Regions from separate parts of the Hordeum vulgare genome. Here region 1 is linked to region 2. The links are chromatin contacts, called in public Hi-C maps. All regions are on one chromosome and are shown on one strand. The core of a region is the stretch at or near the end of the contact, and the rest is flanking DNA. Distances in the headings are between cores, read along the strand shown. Region 1 holds the start of LOC123426279 (LRR receptor-like serine/threonine-protein kinase GHR1). Region 2 has its middle 98 kb from the start of LOC123426274.

Evidence for each region. Hi-C and Micro-C count contacts between places; a contact is called where the count stands out from the background.
Region 1: a contact with region 2 is called in a Hi-C map of leaf, with 2.3 times the contacts expected there. The contact joins the promoter of LOC123426279 here to the enhancer-like site in region 2. A contact is called at or near these places in 2 of 6 Hi-C or Micro-C datasets (leaf and seedling).

The regions. Positions count from the first base shown.
Region 1 is chr2H:357,622,830-357,628,792 of MorexV3_pseudomolecules_assembly, forward strand. It overlaps LOC123426279 (LRR receptor-like serine/threonine-protein kinase GHR1), which reads left to right and starts at 4,193. Exons shown (of 4, transcript XM_045110079.1): 1 at 4,193-4,410; 2 at 4,836-5,963. The coding sequence starts at 5,060.
Region 2 is chr2H:357,088,072-357,094,318 of MorexV3_pseudomolecules_assembly, forward strand. No RefSeq gene overlaps it. Among protein-coding and RNA genes, the nearest start is that of LOC123426274, 98 kb to the left of the region's middle. Within about 2 kb of position 2,645, at least 2 of the 3 cell types and tissues checked have open chromatin away from gene starts, as enhancers often do. A contact at or near this core is called in leaf, where this site is marked.

The sequences.
Region 1 (5,963 bases), core at 2,943-5,442, 540 kb after region 2:
TGTATTGAGTTCATGACGAACAGAGTAACGCTTTAATCAAGATGACAAGATGTAGAGGGATAATCTCAAACCAATGATGAAAACCCCATATTTTTACACTTGATGGCAACAACACGATGCTTACCTCGCTACCCCTTCTGTCACTGGGTGAGGTCACCACACGGTATGAACCCAAAACCAAGCACTTCTCCCATTGCAAGAATCATAGATCTAGTTGGCCAAACAAAACCCACAACTCGAAGAGAATTACAAGTATATGAAATCATGCATAAGAGAGATCAGAAGAAACTCAAACAAGATTCATAGATAATCTGATCATAAATCCACAATTCATCGTATCTCGACAAACACACCGCAAAAGAAGATTACATCGGATAGATCTCCATGAAGATCATGGAGAACTTTGTATTGAAGATCCAAGAGAGAGAAGAAGTCATCTAGCTACTAGCTATGGACCCGTAGGTCTATGGTGAACTACTCACGCATCATCGGAGAGGTCATGGTGTTGATGAAGAAGCCCTCCGTGTCCGAATCCCCATCCGGCAGGGCACCAGAACGTGCCCCAGATGGGATCTTGCGGAGATAGAAGCTTGCGGCGGCGGAAAAGTACTTTCGATGATCTCTTGATTTTTTCTGGGACTTTAGGGAATATATAGGCGCAAAACCTAGGGCGGAGGTGGCCCACGGAGCCCACAAGCCAGGGAGGCGCGGCCCCCGTGGCCGCGCCATGAGGGCTTGTGGGGTCCCTGCAGGCCCCCTGCCCTCATTCTCCGGCTTCCCGATCTTTTTTGTTTCAGAAAATATCTTTTTGGCAGTTTCATTCCGTTTGGACTCCGTTCAAAATCCTCCTGTGAAAGGGGTCAAAAACATGGAAAAAACATGAGCTGGCACTTGGCACTAAGTTAATAAGTTAGTCCCAAAAAATATATAAAAGACATGCAAAACATCGAAAGTTTGACAAGATAATAGCATGAAACCATCAAAAATTATAGATACGTTGGAGACGTATCACATAGGTTATGGCAACTTTCTTACCCACCAAAGGTTAATTTTTTTATTTGGCGTACGCTACATGGCACCCTTTTCGTGTTGTGTTGCGTTAGCCAATAGATACATGAAAGTCTCGCCCAATTGCCTTGCCTGCTCGTATGTACTAGAAGATACAAAGAATTTGCTTATTTTATGCAAGAGAGGAAAGGAAGTGTGGACAAGGCTGGGGATGGATGATATTATCGATAGAGTTTGTCTCGTCCGGGTGAAGCAGTTTTGGAATATTTACTTTCAATGCCCAATTATGAATTGTGTATTATGGACATCCAAAATGTGTGTGAAATGATTGTCATATCATCTTGGTACCTGTGATTGGAAAGGCGTAAATTGGTTCACAAGGAGACCACTCAGAATGCACACCGGATTTCAATGGGAATCCGGGTTCTTACGACAAATTTTGTTACTGCTACGCCACAATAGGCCTCCATGAAAAAAGGGGTTAGTATTGCCCTCCGGTAGGGTTTGTTAAACTTAGCATTGATGCTCCTTTTGACCATGACTTACTTAGGGGTATGTTGGGAGCAGTATTAACAGGCGCAAAGGTAGAGTTATTGCTGGAGTTAATGGTAATATTGACTGGTGCATAGATGTTATGATGGCTGAAGCTCTGTTCCTAAAATTTGGTTTTTCCCTGGCACAAAGGGTAGGATGCAATCGCATTATTATTAACTCGGCCAACATGGTGGTGATTTATACCATGAAGGAAGGAGGACAATCGCTAGGGGCAGCGGTGATAGTTTTTTATGGTTGTTTTCATTAGCTTATGATTTTACCATTTCTAGATGAAGCATTGTACTAGAGAAGCAAATCAAGTTGCTCACGAACTTGCTAGATTGGCTAGATTTTCGTTTGTTTCTAATTGGTTTGAGGAGCCAAATATTGAAATTGTACCATCCCACATAGACGATGTAACGGTTATTTCTAATGAATAAACCACAAGTTTTTAAAAAACACAGGTCACCAAATTGACATCATCAAATGTGTGTGAACACATCCGGATGTGTCAGCGGACATCTCGCTCGACGAGGGTCATTCGACCAGAGTCATCAAATAGTTGCAAAAAATTTCATCAATAGTCATCAAATAGTTTTAAAAAAACACAGGTCATCAAACTTTATCTAGATCTATAGAAATTTGATCATGCAATTAAATAGTTGCAAAAAATTCAAAAATGCATTTCGGCTCCCGCGAACAAATGCTCCCAAGGCCCAAAAAAAGTTCAAAATGAAAAAAAAACTTAACAAAATTTATTTGTGTACTTAGTCACATTCAAATGCTACCTGCAAATTTTGAGGCAAAAAGGTAAAATATTTTGGGTTGTGCAAAAAAAAAAAGAATTTGAACACCAAAAGTTACCCCAAAATGTCATCCCAAATTTGTTTTCTTATCGACGAAACACCGTTGCTCCTTATCACACGAAAATTGTCATGCATGTTTGCGACAATAATACAATCATCTACACAAAAATTCATTTTTTTCAAAAACATTTAGTACTGTTTTTTGCGTTACTGTTCACCCGGGAGCATATGCTCCCGACAGCCAAAACACCACCCCTCTATCATGCATGTGATACTATTTTTATAGTACATAGTATCACAGAGTAGTATCATATATGATCTTATTTATTGTCATGCATGACGTAAAATAGCATAACATTTAACATGATACAGTATCTACCTATGTTACTTTAAGAGCAGTCATAATGAAAGTATCACATGTAGTATCAAGCATGCCAACTAGACAATTTTGATGAAGTGTAATAGAATTAAATGAAGAAAGAGAGAGTTGAGTATCATATCATGATACCGTATCATAATAAACGATGTATTACTATGTGTCATGCATGACAATAAATGAACTATCTTATGATGTTATGCACTATGAATGTACTATCATATAGTAGTATCATATGTATGATACTTTTCATTACAACCTAGCTAACCCTCTTTCTGCTTTAATTCTGTGTCACATCATCATATTTAGTATTCTTGAATGCATGATACCGATTAAGATATCATCACTATGACCATAGGGTGCGTATGATGTGCATATTTCCTGCAAAAAGGAAAAGTAGATGTGCAAATGTATGAGTGTCAAAAAACAAGTGGCAAACCAAAGAAAAAATGAATGTCTAGGTCTGAGTCGACTAAGACTTCGCCAAGTTTTAGTCAAGTACGGAGTAATATAGTATGTAAAAAGAAAAAAAATATATTGTTTGCATGAATCCTAATGTAAAATCAACGGAGTATAGTACTCCCTCCGTTCCTAAATATAAGTCTTTTAAGAGATTTCAATAGTATACTACATACGGATGTATATAGTCATAGTTTAGAGTATAGATTCATTCATTTTGCTTCGTATGTAGACCTCTAATGAAATCTCTTAAAAGACTTATACTCCCTCCGTTCCTAAATATAAGTCTTTGTAGAGATTTCACCAATGAACTACATACGGATGTATATAGACATACTTTATAGTGTACATTCAATTATTTTGCTCCGTATGTAGACACATAGTGAAATCGCTTAAAAGACTTATATTTAGAAATAGATGGAGTATTTAGGAACGGAGGGAGTATTAACTAAGACTTGTTAGCAAAGCCGAAAGGAAAACCCACGCACATTTTCCTCCCGTATGTGGTTCCGGGCTCGGCTGACGAGGCCATTAAACGAAACGCAGCGACCGCGGAGACCGGGATCTGCGGAACGGGGCCCATGGTGAAACGATACGAACCCTTTTGACGGTGTGCGTGCGTGGAGGCGGGGGAGTGAGCTGCACTTGACCCGCGGGTTTGGGGTCCGCGAGGAGAGGACAGGACCCGAGGCTGGCTGCTGTGTTTTCTGGCGGGTGCGGCTCGAGCGACATCGCGGGAAAGAAAAGCCTTCTCCTTTTCGCTGCCGTTTCACGTTTTGAACCCCCACCCACATCTTACGTGGTGCTACTAGTCACACATACACACCCCCAACACTCACGAAGGCGGAAGGTCCAAGTATATATATAAAACCTCCTGTAAGGACCATAACGCAAAAGTCACAGTAAGGTGCCGCGCCCGCAAGCAGAAAAAAAAATCTCTTTGTTGCGCCAAACACAGAGAAAGGACACCCCGCCCATCCCCCACTGCCCCTTGCCACTCCACTCTGCTCTCCCCCTCCTCCGCCCCACTCTCTTCCTCCGCCCCTCTTCTCGGCAGCCATTATCCCCACCCCCGGCTGCTAGGGTTAGGGTTCCCTCCGCACCTGCCCTCTCACCCCCGGCTCCCGCTCAGCCCCACCGCATTGCCTTGCCTCCCCTGTACTGCAACCCAGCTCAGCCCAATCATTCCCGGAGTGCCGGTGCCTCACACTTCTTGTCATTTGCGCGGTAAGGGAGATGCAAATGGGGTAGCTCATTGCGTTGCAGCCACTTTTTTTTTTGCTCCTCCGCTGCCCTGCACTTCGAGGGTTGGTTTCTTGCTTTCTTGGAGGGGAGATGACTTTCTGCTGCTTTTGAGCTGTGTTCCGTTGTGTTCATGGCCGAGAAGCTGTGGTGGGTGGTTGCGTTTAGTGGGCGGGGCTCAGTACTTTTACTTCTCTTCTACTACCTGCATTATTGGCGTGGGTTTTTATTAACTGTCCTTGTGTTCTTTCTTTGGCAGTTAAGTGTTACAACTAGATTCTTACCTTAGTTTTCCTACTTGGATGCTCAAAGATTTGGTTCTTAGCCATTTCCATTTGCGTTGGTTCTTAGTGCACCGTGAAAGCAGGAACGAACCTGTGGTTGACCTGCCATTTCTGTGTCCATTTCAGGTTCCAAGGAGTTAATCTCTTGTTTTTTCTATATGTGAGTGTGGGCTGCTGTCTTGTGCAGATCAAGCTGAAAGGGACAAGTGCTAGCTCTGTCTATTAGTACCTGTGCAGTCCCCGTGTGATAGTAGGTACACTCCAAGCTCAGCCCAGCTTTCGCTCCGGGAAATGCTGTCTTCTTGAGGCCTGCTAGCTTCCAGTCTTTCCCGTGGAGGAGCGTCAATCCGATGGGGTTTGTTGGCAGATTTCTGTTTTTGCTCTTGCTGGTGGCCGCCCCTGCCTTGGGCCAACTGCCGTCGCAAGACATCCTCGCGCTCCTGGCCTTCAAGAAGGGAATCACCCATGACCCTGCCGGCTTCGTCACAGACTCCTGGAATGACGAGTCAATTGACTTCAATGGCTGCCCGGCCTCCTGGAACGGCGTCGTCTGCAATGGCGCCAGCGTGGCTGGAGTTGTGCTTGACGGCCATCGGATCTCGGGTGTTGCCGATCTCTCCGTGTTTGCCAACCTGACCATGCTTGTCAAGCTCTCCATGGCCAATAACAATCTCTCCGGGAGCCTCCCTAGCAATGTAGCCAGTCTCAAGAGCTTGAAGTTCCTGGACATCTCCAGCAACCGCTTCTCGGGTCCGATCCCTGATGATATTGGCAGTCTCCGGAGCCTGCAGAACATGTCGCTTGCCGGGAACAACTTCTCAGGCCCATTGCCTGACTCCATCGATGGCCTCGCGTCGCTTCAGTCGCTGGATGTGAGCGGCAATGCTCTGTCTGGCCCATTGCCAGCAGCTCTGAAAGGTCTCCGGAGCTTGGTTGCTCTCAACCTCTCATATAATGCCTTCACAAAGGGCATTCCTGCGGGGCTTGGCCTCCTTGTGAACCTCCAGTCTGTGGATCTGAGCTGGAATCAATTGGATGGCGGCGTCGATTGGAAATTCTTGATCGAGTCAACTGTTACTCATGTTGACTTCAGTGGAAACTTGCTCACCAGCACCACCCCCAAAGAACTCAAGTTTCTCGCAGATATTTCGGAGACAGTTCTGTATCTGAACCTTAGCAACAACAAGTTGACCGGGTCACTGATAGATGGAGTTGAGCTCTCAACTTTTGGGAGATTGAAGGTGCTTGATCTCA
Region 2 (6,247 bases), core at 1,395-3,894:
TCTCACTATAGGTAGACCTCTTCTCAAAAAAGAAAAGAAAAAAACTTACTTTATTTTATGCTTTATGAGTGTAATCTTCAATTTCGTTTGGAGGAATACCATTACGCCTCCCATGGTCTTGCAGATACACCACATATAGCTTTTCAGGCTTGTAAAATTAGAGATTTCGATTGATACATGCATATTGTTGGGCTGCCGCTCCTCATTTGTTGTTGGGTGGCTGGCATCCTTCATCTTCTTGCCCAATTCAAATCGGAGTGGTTTGGTTGTGGTGATCAAGATTAGGTTGGACGATGGTCATGGTTGCACACGTGTAGTGGCACACCATGGCTCCACAACGTTGAATGTCAGATGCGGCGCGGTTTATCTTTCCAGATCTAATGGTTGACTTCACAGTGAGATGCAGACTAGGGACGACCACTTCACACATAGGGATGGTTGTGTAGCAGTGGCGATTACACATCTCATGTAGCTGTCGGGATCGCGGAGAAGCAGTGGCGACAACACATAAGTGACCCAAATGGTGGTGATACTTGTGCATCCGGCCTTGAGCTTTGGGGTGAAGAACCTAGGTCTAAACCAAGATGGTCCTACCTAGCAATGATGGTGTTTCTTTTATGTCGTTATCTTGTTGAAGACATTGTTGAATTTTCTCAGACTAATTTTTTAGGGTAAAAATCTAAATTCTTGTCTTGTTGGTTGGATCTGATGACGATAGTGCTTAAAGAACCTCGTGGTTTATGCAACGTCATGAGATGGTTTGTCCGGATATAATCATTGTTGTAGTTTGTCGATCGCAGATCTAATTGTTTGGATTTTATATTTTATTTTTGTCTACGCATTAGCTTCGGTCTTATATGGTTGCTATTTATCGACGTGTTTTTCTGTATGCATATGTGTGTTGGTTGTGTGCATTGTAACTATGCAGAGATTGGATATGTGCTAATTCAGTAATTATGATTCTATCCTCTTGATGCTTCACTATAAGGCAATAGAATCCACATTTGTCGAAAGAAACATGTGTCTTGTTGGAATATTGGTGCATTGAAAAGACTATGGGTGAAAGTAACAGACTGATTGAAAATATGAAACAAATTTAGGATTGTCAGCTCCTCTTGGAGCTTTGCTAATTTCAACAACGTAATATTTACGATTTCTTAGGATCTTGCATTTCATTATTTTATATGAATCAGCTACCATCTATACTATTGCAAAAAAAACTTGCAATACGAACAAGAGGTGGAACTTGAAGAATTGAGGGAGCACTGTGTTAGATCACGCTAATGTTTGATTTTCTATTAGAACGATTTGTAAATCTTAATGTCTATTTGGAATAGATCCATAATGCATGTTGAATACTGGATTGTCACCTATGATTGTAATGTTAGTCAAGCCGTGTGTTGCACGTGCACGCTTACTATATCAAACCTTTTTTAAAATCGAAGAACTCTTTTCAATTTCGATGTTTTTTTTATTTGATGAACTTATTTCTAAAATTGATGAACCTTTTTTCAAATTTGTGAAAAATCGATGAACATATTTTAGATCTATTTTCGAAAAGTCAACGGTCAAATGGTTTGGCCGATCAACACCTAACTTGGCGACATTGACCGATTGAAGGAACCTCGGTTGTAATCGAGGGGAAGTCCTACATGCCGCTTGCTACGGCAGGGGGTCGCTCCCACACACAGGGGGGCGCCTGACTTGGCCGGTCCAATTTTTGTTAAATCGTATAATTTCATTTTTTTTATGTTTCTTTTTGCCTTTTCTTCTTATTTCTTTTTTCCTTTTTGGCTCATTTTTCTTGCCATTTTCCTTTTTTCTTTTTCTATCAAAACGAACAAACATTAAATTTATCTATCATTTTTTGAAAAGATGAATGTTTTTAAATCAAAGAACAAATTTGAAAGCACGAACAATTTTTTAAAGCATGATTTATTTTGAATCTTGAGAAGAAATTTTAAAACTAAGAAATAATTTTGAAAAATCCTGAACAAATTTGGAACCGCAAACAATTTTCAAAACACGAACATTTTTTGAATCTTGAGAACAAAAATTTAAAATTGAGAACAACTTTGAAAACCTCGAACAAATTTGGAACCGTGAACAATTTTTTAAAAGCACAATCATTTTCTAAATCTTGAGAACAAATTTTGAAAATAAGAACAATTTGGAAAAATACTGAAGAAATTCATAAACGTGACCAATTTTTCAAAACACGGACATTTTTTAAATCTTGCAAACAAACTTCAAAAAGCAAGAGCATATTTTGAAAAACATTTTTAAAAATACAGAACATTTTTTCAAAATCCAGAACATTTTTTGAAAATCCAAAATACTTTTCTATAAATCAAAAACAATTTTCGAATTTGAAGGACATTTTTTGGTAATCCGGAACATGTTTTGAAAATCTAGAACATTTTTTGAAAATCCAGTACATTTTTTGAAAATCCAATACATTTTTTGAAACAGAAACTGAAAAAAAAGGAAAAAACGGATTCGGAGAACCTTCTAGAAGTTTCTTAAAACCGGAAAAAAACGGCTGAAAATATTTAGAATTTTCTCAAAAAAAGAAACTGTGGAACAGTTAAATGCCCGGCCCACTCCTGAAAAACCAAGGCGCATCCCGTACTATTTGACGCAACGCGTGTCAAATAGGGTTTTCCGTGATCGAGCGTCCTGTAGTATTTAACGCATCGTGTGTCAAATAGTGTTTTCCGTGATCGAGCAAAAGCAACGTACAAGCAAACACGTTTCTTGAGCCGGCCCAGCGTGACCGCCAGTGGAGTCAGAGCTCCCGTGATTTTCCCTTTGTTACTCATTGTCCTGTTGTTTCCCTTCTAAGTTGTTTTCTTCGAAAACCACTTCCGTATTTGTTTTGGTAGTAGAAAAACATATTCAACATTAAAATTGTTCGAAAAAATAGGAAAGATATTTCCAACATTTGAAAATTGTTCCCAAACCAAAAAAATGTGCATTAAAATATAACATATTTACAATTTTAAAATTTATATGAATAAAAGATAACACATTTTCATAAACAATATGTTTTTATTAAATTCGAAGTAAATCTAGAATACAAAACAGTATCTTTGTTTCAGTTCATGAATTCAATAAGATATTCTCAAATTTTAAAATTATTCACAATTTAGACAAACTATTCTCTAATTCAAAATAGAAATATAAAATTAATGATCAAAAAACTGATATTTTGGAAAATTTCAGTAGTTTTAGAAATTGTGAAAAATAAATAATCATGGGAATATTTTAAAACTTTGAATATTTTTGGGGTAAATGTTTTCTGGAAAAACGCAGATAAATTTCGAATTTCAGAACTTTTTTTAGATAAAGTGAATAAGTTTGGAAAAAGGAATAATATTTTGAGAATGTGATTTTTTCTGAAGTTTCTCAACTTCTTTTGGAAATTACGAACAAATTTTATCATTGTTCAAAAAATGAACAAAGTATTGTCATGATTTATCTTAGAAATGCGAGCAATATTAGAAATTTCTGAACATATATTTTGGAAATATGATCATTTTTTGGGGAAATTACTTTTTCGAAATTTATATTATTTTAAAAAAGACACCCAAAATAGTAAGAAAAAATAAAAATGAAGAACATAAACAGAAAAATAAGAATAAACAGTGCAACAGAAACCGAAAAAAGGGTAAGTGAACCTTCTACAATTTCCACAACCGAAATGAACAACAACTAAATGAACCGAACTAGTGCACTCCATTATGTGCGTTTGGTCGACAATGATTTGACGCCCGCGACAGCAACTAGTTGGCGAGCGTTTTTAAGAGAGCGCCCTAATGATCACCCCACGCAGCATCACTAGGCGCATTTCCAGCTCTCGTCATGCGTCGCATTTTGATCATTTTTTAGATTTTTTTCGCATGCATTTTTGACTTTTTAAAATGTTTTTTTTGGTGTTCTGTTTTCACCAATGTTTCTTTATTTAAAAAAAAATAATTCAAAAAAAAACTTGCCAAAAAAACTTGTTTTATTTGGAGAGCCACGATTTTTCTTTCGCGAGAGGCGTAATTTTGCTTTCGTAAGAGGTACGTTTTTTCTTTCGTGAGAAGCAGGATTGTGCCTCTCGAAAACGAAAAAAACACGTTTCTATTTTTTTGCGAGAGATACGGTTTTGCTTTCATGAGAGGTACGATTTTGTTTTCGCGGGAGACACGACCGTATTTCTGAAAATGTAAAAACACGTTTTTTGTTTTTTCCATGCAAGACACGGTTTTGTTTCCGCGAGAGGCATGGTTTTGCCTTCGCAAGAGGCTCGGCCGTGCCTCTAAAAAAATATTTTTCATATTTTCTTCCTATCACGAGACATGGTTTTGCTTTTGTGAGAGGCGCAATTTTGCTTTCATGAGGCCGATTGTGTCTTTCGGAAACGAAAGAAACACATTTTTTCATGCGAAAGGCATTGTTTTGCCTTCACAAAAGACACGGTTTTGCCTTCACCAGAGACACTGTCGTGGCTCTTGGAAACCAAAAGAAAAACATATTTTTCTGTTTTTTCTATCATAGGAAGCATAGTTTTTTCTTTGATTTTTTTGTTCGATTTTTTAAAAAAAAATCATCAAAAATTATCAACATTGGATCTTGTTTTAATGATCTCGACGTGAGAAACGCAACTGTGAAAACGATTCGAAAGTTGGACGCACAGTTTGAAACATAAAACATTTTAAAAATACGAGTCTACGAAAAAATCTCCAAAATTATGACACGTGGTACACATACAGTGCGTCAATTGTCGCAACGTGGAAAGGTGAGAGTGTTTTCTGAAAGGAATATTCCTCACGTAGAGCAACTCCAACAAACACGCTATTACAATGATGCATCGTAAAACCTGCTTTTAGTGTGCGGACCAGACTTTCACGCTCCAGCAGCCGCGCAAAAATCATGTACACGCTATAATCGATATAGCGCGTGGATCAAGACGGCATCACGCGCTACGTATTTGGTGCGGCCGCTGGCGCGCTGGAAATTCTGAGCTGCTGAAGATGAGGTCGCTGGATTGGGCGCGCGTTTGTTGGAGCAAACGTCCTCCAACACACTAAAAACATTATTTAAAGCTGTATAATTTTTTTAGGACACCATGCTAGTGGGTCGGAGTTGTCTCAATGGTTGATAAGACAATCTTACCTTAAATCTTGCATTTATTTAGAGATGACAAAAAAAGAGTCTACAATGGATCATCTCTTAGCCTTATCTTCTACTAGTGCAATGACAGTGCGTTGCTACGGAACTATAAAATATGAGGAGTTAGGTCACTGTCTTAGAAATTTATCAAAATACGGTGACGCCGGAATTTACTCGCGGTTCACTATTAGAAAGGTCAAAAGTACCACAAAAGATCACGCGTTAGGCATTGGAGAATCTTAAGTGACCACGATCCTTTACAAACACAACATCTCGAATGTTGAAACATATGAGAATAGACAATGGTACTACACAAGGTCGTGGACCAGGTAGGAGGATAAGGTCTATCATCGTTTTTGAATTACAATCTGTTCACTCTCTTGTTCTGTAATATAAAACTGAAATAACTTGGCTGAGAAAAAAAAGAAAAAGAAAAACAAGAGCATTATATTGAGTTAGTCGCATTTTTGCATTTGTTAATTTGTGCCCAAGTGTTAGTCTCACATGAATAGTAGTGTACTATTTATTTGTGTTTGGTTTCACATGTGAGCACAAACACATGTGTTTATTTATGTTTATGGAAGGTTGCTATTCTCAATGCGGGTAGGAGTGCATTTGTTTATGGAAAACGCTTCTAGCAGTAGTCTCATGCAAAACTTTTCTCAGACGGGTCCAAGGCGTTGATTCTCTTTTATTACAACGATTTGCATTCCTAATCGGGAGCGAGTAAATCTCGCTGGCCCCAGCTAAACAACCCTACCACGCGTCACATGTGAGTCAATCTCGCCGCCCAACCCACCCACCCATCTCGTCTCGCATCCTTCAGGCGTGCTTAGCGCCTGATGTCGTTGAGCTTCACGGCGGAGGCTACGGTACCTCCGCCACGACGCTACTCCGCAACATCTACTCCACGTCACCGGTGCGGCCGCCTGTACCCATCCCCGTCTGCTCGGCTGAACGCTGTTGTCACCACCGACCATGTCAGCCTATCCCCTCCCGCAAGACCCTACCTCGTCCCATGTCTCCTATCCTGCTGCTGCACCATTTCGGTTCGGCAAAGAAGCTTCAAGCCGCATCCCAGGCGTTT